2 separate regions of the Zea mays genome follow, and region 1 is linked to region 2. A link is a contact called in public Hi-C data. All regions are on one chromosome and are shown on one strand. The core of a region is the stretch at or near the end of the contact, and the rest is flanking DNA. Distances in the headings are between cores, read along the strand shown.

Evidence for each region. Hi-C and Micro-C count contacts between places; a contact is called where the count stands out from the background.
Region 1: a Hi-C map of leaf shows a contact between it and region 2, with 5 times the contacts expected there. The contact joins the promoter of LOC103638457 here to the promoter of LOC100216778 in region 2. A contact is called at or near these places in 4 of 25 Hi-C or Micro-C datasets (bundle sheath, ear, leaf and 1 more).

Annotation. Positions count from the first base shown.
Region 1 is chr9:74,423,585-74,427,363 of Zm-B73-REFERENCE-NAM-5.0, reverse strand. LOC103638457 reads right to left here and starts at 1,384. Exons shown (of 6, transcript NM_001369853.1): 1 at 1,230-1,384; 2 at 707-783.
Region 2 is chr9:73,634,756-73,638,354 of Zm-B73-REFERENCE-NAM-5.0, reverse strand. It overlaps LOC100216778, which reads right to left and starts at 1,416. Exons shown (of 6, transcript NM_001143177.1): 1 at 1,247-1,416. The coding sequence starts at 1,295. LOC118473325 reads right to left here. Exons shown (of 4, transcript XR_004852676.1): 4 at 2,757-3,599.

The sequences.
Region 1 (3,779 bases), core at 135-2,634, 790 kb before region 2:
AGGCAATTCTGCAAAAAAGTAAAAAAGAAATGATCTTCTAAGATCATTTAAGGTTGAGTACCTTGTAAGATTGACACATAAGAGTTAAAAGAAATCACCTTAAAGTAAGGGTAAAATCGGTTATCTTCGCGAACTTTTGCATGTACTTGATTGGAGGGAGGTTTTAGGAACCGCATGCTGAGGGCAGGGATAACTATGTCAAAGAAATGTTTGATCACACGATGGAATGTATCATTGCTGTGACCAAAGAATACTTGGAGATCCTCAAACGACGCATTGTGACTAATCATATATAAAAAGAAACCAAGCTTTTCCTCGACCTTGATTCTAGTGTCTTTAACCAACCCTTCGCTTCTAGGATAATTGACCAAGGCTTTAAAGATGTAAGGTTCCATCCTAAATGATGTCCTACAATTCTTGATGTGGCCTTCAAGTTGCTCCCTAACCTTTTCCTCTCCAGTTAGCGTTGATGTATGTCGCAACTTTTTTTCACTATCTCCAATATAGCCCAAGAGATGTAGAGTAGGGATAATTAAAAGCATGAGATCATCGTCATCATCATCCCTCCTCTTTCTAATGCGATCTCTAGTACTCATATCCATTGTAAAACTATAAGCAATATCAATGAACACAAGGAAATCAAGTTAACAAAAATAGTTACACACTTCATATAATTTTAAGACTATAAATTTTGTACACATAGCACCTTGAAAAATGGATTAGACACCGGATCTCAAGAGGGGGAAAGCTTGTCCTCGCGACTCTCACAAGAGTAGGGACAATCTGAAAATAGATACAATAATGAACACCAAACTGTTACCAAATTAAAAGACTATTACAAGAAACAAAACACATGATTTAAATCCAAACCAATAAATGCAATAAACACATGATATCAGTATAATAAACACCAAACGACAATGTGTAAAAACAATAGAAACAAGTGCCACCAAAGTGTAACGATATTCTCAAGTGGTTAATAAAACCGTTTCTCTGAAGAAATAAAAATTCAGTTGAATTTTGAACTAAAGTTAAGTTGTATGTTCACAACGATCATAAAATTACTACCTCGAATCTACGTCCCTGCAAAGCTTACAGAACACATAATATCATTTCAAAAAATATAAATAAAAATTCCAGGTAGTACAAGGTAGTATGGTTGCGAGGGAAGTCAAACCACATCTAGCTAGATCTAGCCAGCAGCACGGACGGCTCTAGCTAGGACCTACCTCCAGGCTCAGCTCCAGCGCCGGACGGAACTCCTATTGCTCACGGCGTACGATCGAGAAGCAGGGACGAGACGATGATGGCAGGACGGGAACGAGGCGGCGACGGCGAGACAGGGACGAGGCGGCGGGGGCGGCGTGCTCAGCCGCGTGAGGCGGCACGTGGATTTGTTCCAGAACAAACGAGCTAGGGTTATAATCTAGGAGTACAAGAGTAAAAAACAATCCAAGCTTCTGGGCTACAAACCATACTGGGCTTAACCGAAGGGAAAAATAAATCATCCTGGATTTTTTTTCCGGGCTTGGATTGTGGGCTGGATTGGATCCCAATCCAGATTAAACCAGGCCTGGTTTGGTATAACTGAACATGGCCTTATAGTGCTGCGTCAGTGCATCACTATGCTTTTTAATTGAATGTAACTATTAGAGTCTGAGATTGCAAACCCAGGCTGCTATATTAATAGATGAGATACACTATGCTTCTTAATTGAACGTAACTATTAGAGTTTGAGATTGCAAACCTGGGCTGCTATATTAATAGATGAGATAGTATATGGGTTGGGCCTAAACCCATTATATAACACACATGTCGAATACTTCCGTAGTTGCAACTCTAGTCATTACAAATGTCATAACTTTAGGCATTATAGATGTTGAAACAGGACTGAAATTCTGAGGACGTCATAGAGGAGAGCCCCTTGGTCAAGATGTCGTCAAGCTGTGAAGTGATTGGTATGGAGGACATGTACATCGCCGACGGTGACACACTCGCGGATGAAGTGGATGTTGATCTCTACGTGCTTCGTGCGCTGGTGTTGTATGGAAGTGGTGGAGAGGTAGACCGTGTTGACCATGTCACAATAGACGAGTGTGGCGTGCTAGGGTGCTATGGAGCTCCTAGAGCAGCTGACGAGACGCCTCGGCCACACCGTTGGCCACAACGCGATACTCGGTCTCAGTGCTGGAGTGAGAGATGACAAGCTACCGCTTTGAGGACCAGGATATGGGGTTGGCTCCCAGAAACACAGCGTAACCAAAGGTGGACCGATGCGTGTCGGGGCAGCCGACTCAATCAGCATCGGTATAGACGACTAGCTCAGAGTCAGAGAGGCCCGAAGAAGGTCGTAGTCGAGAGTGCCACGGAAGTAGCGAAGAATCAGCTTGGCAATGGCGAGGTGGGGCTCCCATAGGGTATGGAAGTGAAGGTACACCTGTTGGACTACGTAGGCAATATCAGGCCGAGTGAAGATGAGGTACAGTAAAGCCCCAATGAGGCCCCGATAGGCTATCACTTAGCCGTTTGGGGCATCGTGGTCTTTGGAGACCTTCGTCTGAGTGTCAACAGGCGTGAAGCAAGCCTTACAGTCAGATATGACGGCTCGCTCCAAAATGTCGATGGTGTACTAGCACTGGTGAAGGAAGAGGCCATGGGGCGGCGCTCCATGGTGATCCCCATGGAAATGGTGGAGAGGGCCGAGGTCCTTTATCGTGAACTCACACTACAACACGACGATCGTGCGCTAGAGGGTGGCACTGGATGTTTTGAGCATGATGTCGTCGACATGGAGAAGGAGGTAGACGGTACCGCCGTCGCACCACAGGATGAATAGGGACGTGTCTAACTTGGCCTCGATGAAGCCGAGGGAGATCAAGTAGGAGGCGAAGCGACTGTACCAGGGCCATGACACCTATTTGAGGCCATACAAAAAGTGGTTAAGCTTACACACAATACTCAGGCGAGTGGAGTCGATGAAGCCGACAGGTTGGTTGCAGTACAATCTTAGTTAGAGTGCCATGAAGGAAGGCACTCTTGGCATCCAGCTGTTGGACCGCCTAGTCTAGAGAGAGGGCATGGGAGAGGACGGTCCAAACGGTTGCGAGCTTGACAACATGACTAAAGGTCTCATTATAGTCCACTCTAGGGCGCTAAGTGTAGCCCCTAAGGACCCAACGAGCCTTGTAGCGATCCAGAGACCATCGTCCTTGAGCTTATGATGGAAGATCCACTTGCCAGTGATTATATTGGTGCTAGGGGGACAAGCGAGAGAACCATAGTGGTAGCAGCTATGAGCACTAGTTGGTCCAGTGGTTGGAGGACACCATCTTAGCGATGTGTGACCATTGGGTGGATGTGAAGGGGGTCACGATGGATGGCAACCAGATGGTGCACCGACAGCTCATCATGGGAGCGGGCTAGGGAATAAATGAAGCGACCCAATCCTTTGGGACCCAAATATGATACAATTACTAGTCCTAGGAGGCTAGTAACCACATTTATTTCATTAGATGGAACATAGTCTTTTACAATAATTATTACAATACCGAAAGCAAAGCTCAGGGGAGCTAAGGAAAAGCAGAGCGAGAACCAGCCTTAGTCACAGGCAGACTGGGTGCAGACATAACCCTCTTCTAGTTGAACAAAGCGGTAATGATGTCTCCAGCCACTAAAAACATGTAAAGCCACATGTGAATACTTTCGTATTCCGCAAGCCCATTCTAACTCATAAAGGAGAAAGAGACCTCATTGTACATGCTCATATTTGGTGGAGTTAT
Region 2 (3,599 bases), core at 167-2,666:
AAGAGGAGATAAGAGCAACTCCAATAGCACCTAATATCAAAGTCTCAAACCATATTATAGGGGAAAAAAGAAAAGCATGTCTCCAGATTCTTCATGTTTTCTGAACTCTGTTATTTGTGATGCCTAGCAGTAAAAATTGTACTCCATGATGAAATAGCTATTCATGTAAACGTATGACAAAATGAAATGGATGGACTAAATTATAAAGGAATTGATTATAGTTCAAGAATACACACTGGACAGCATATGTGTTTATTTAGAGTGGATTTCTTGAAGTTGTTATTCTGTTACATATAATCAATTCACTTGATATTTACATTTTTTACTTGGAACACAACATTGTGAATCAGACTGTATGTGTGCCTGATACTCCTGTGTTTTGCCTGTGCTGTTAATCTGTTATGTGAACTGCATTTATAATGAAGTGCCTGTACCGTTATCTTCTATGTGTGTCACAAATAGTAAAGCTAGCAGTTGAAGCTAGCAATTTGTTCTTGTATGTTCTGAATTCTAAATGGTAAATAATTAAGCTACTAATTTGTACCTATATGTTCTGAATACTAACCAGACCTTTTTTACCTGTGTTCAAGCGAGCAGTTCAACAACACATTCCGAATAATACATGTGTTCAAGCGAGCAGTATGTACGTTTTGAATAATAAACCTAGAACATTTGTGGGAGTGGACGACGGGTAACAAACTGGTGGAGATTTGTGAACCGATCAAACAGGTTTTACGTAAACTATATGGAGCTGTTGGAGTACTACCTTTTTTATTGGCCTAAATACTTTTAAGGAGATCCCAATGTCTGTGTTTTGGGAGCTAATTTTTTGGTATTTGTTGGAGATGCTCTAACGTACTGTCCTACACTCCTACTATCAAAATCATATAGAAAATCATAACTTATGACATAATATCTTTAGATAATCACTATATGCCATTAGCGACAACAATATCTGTACAAAAATAAGCATATAACTAAATTATGCATCTCTATTTACCACTGCGATAGATAACCTATAGAATCCATCTATAAAAAAGGAGAATAGGGGATCCGATCTGAGCACCTCAAACCTCTCTGCTGCAAAAAATACACATGTGTTTGCAAGGATAAAAGACATCTCTCTGCAGCGACGGCCCGTGCTGGGCAACGGCAGCGGTGGCCCGTGCTAGGCGACGGCATCGGCGACCCGTGCCGGGCAACGATAGCAAAGCAGTAAATGAGAGAAGAACTTGAAGTCACTTACCACCAAGGTCTCTGCATGTCCTTGCCCCATCCATCCTTCCAGGGGGCATGTTGAACACGGCCAGGTATTGAGGAGCAGACACCGAGGCGGTTGGATGGATGGCGGCGTCGAGGTAGTTGGATGGAGCGGCGGCGCCGAGGTGGGGCGGGGTTGTGGCGTCCAGGCGGTTGGATTGGGTGGCGGCGTTGAGGCGAGGAAGACGGGCGTGGGGTGGGGTCGTGGGATTCAGACTAGACAACGTCAGAGAGCAGTCAGCTAATCTGCACCCTTCACCGTTGATCCAGCGATAACTATACAAAAGTGACATGGGCTGCACAAAGTTGAGGCCCATCATAGCGCACAGCGGCACAGGTCATGCCGAGAGCTTTCCATGGACACAGAAAACACCTCTGCTATTTCTGCTCGAGCGCCACCGCGCCGTCTGTATCCCATCGAGGAGAGCTGCACTGTCGCCCATGCTAAGCGTCACGCCATCGTCATCCCTCGTCGGGCGCCATCACCATCCTGAATGCTACCGACCTGTAGTGTATCCACCTAGCCACAGTGTGCCAATTTTTGAAGTCTGAATGGAAGTGTCAAATAAGCTCAGACTTGCAGAGTACATTCTCATCTCAGTGATGGCAGTCGAGAACTGAATTTTACACTCTGGACACAATCATTCAGCAATTCAGTGCCTGTGCAATTCTGGATACAGGCATGCAACAAGTGCAGTTTCAGTTTACAAGCAAATTTAGTTACACGCCATGTTCAGTTTACACGCCATGTGCAGTTTCAGTTACACGCCATGTTCAGTTTACTAGCTGAAAGACATGGATCACAAGGTTGGTGTTGTGTATTACAAGGTGTTAGAAGCGGATCACAAAATTCAGTTACACACCATGTTCGTCGCTGAACTGGTAGATAGTACCCCATGCCATTGCCACCATCCCTAAGTCTGATCTAGAACTACTAGGATGTCAAGGTGGATGACAACAAGGACTACTTGGCTTACAAGCTATGCGACATGAAAAGGAAGCCATCTATGGAATGTTGCAGGAATTGGTTCATAACCAGAAGAAGAAAAAGCGAGATGTCATTGGGTAGAAAAATGTAGGGGTCTTGTAAACATGCTGTGCACTACTGATGCATGGCTGGATCTATGTTCTGAAACCTAAAATGTAATCTACAATCTGAAATGTGAAATATGTGGTGCACACAAATGTGTTCTGAAATGTGTGTTTTCTGAAATCTGAGTTGCATAGAAATGCATTATGAAATGTGTATGTTCTGAAATCTGAAATGTGTATTATGTGTAGCAGTAGTATTACATCAGTTAGACAATACTGAAATGTGTATTATGTGTGTGTTCTGAAATCTGAAATGTGAAATGTGTATTATGTGTATGTTCTGAAATCTGAAATCTGAAATGTGTATGTTCTGAAATCTGAAATCTGAAATGTGTATTATGTGTATGTTCTGAAATCTGAAATGTGTGTTTTCTGAAATCTGAGTTGCATAGAAAAGTTGAATATCACTTCTCAAAGCTCGAACAAATTATTGCATAAAGTTCACTCCTCTCAAATAACCGTAGCGAGTTCACTTCTTAAAAATCAAACAAATTACAGCATACAGTTCACTTTTCTCAAATAACAGTAGCTAGTTCACTTCTTAAAAATCAAACAAAATACAGCATAGAGTTCACTTCTCTCAGATCAAACAAAAAACATGCTACTCGTTATCACTGAAATCATCATCGTCATTGACAATAGTTATTGATTCTTCGTTGTCACTAGCATATTGCCATCCAGTTTCATCTTCATTGTCGCTTGTCTCATACTCTTCCACTTCCTCTTCTCGTTGCACCCGAAATTCATCAACCACACTTGCATTGACATTAACAGATTCGTCAGCATCCTGATGTCCAGGTATCTCCATATCTCCTTCATTAACTTGCACTTCAGAACCAACACATGTATCATCTTGGTATGATAGTCCTGAGGAACTAGGTCTTTCATCAATGTCATTTTCAGCCACACTCCACAAGTGCCTATGTGTAAATTTTTGAACAATCTTCCAGTTTCCAGAATTCTTGATGTCTTGCAAATAAAATACCTTAGTTGCTTGTGCTGCTAAAATAAAAGTATCATTTTTGTACCAACAACTACTATGGTTTATACTTCTAAAATATCCATCATATTTCATACTAACTTTCTTGCTATGAGTGTCAAACCAATCACACCGGAAAAGAACAATTGTCCGATGCTCCATCAAATCTGAGTTATACTGCAACTCGATAATTTCTTTTAAGCAGCCATAAAAATCAATGCATTCATTATTATGAGTGCCTTCAACCATGACTCCACTATTTTGGGTT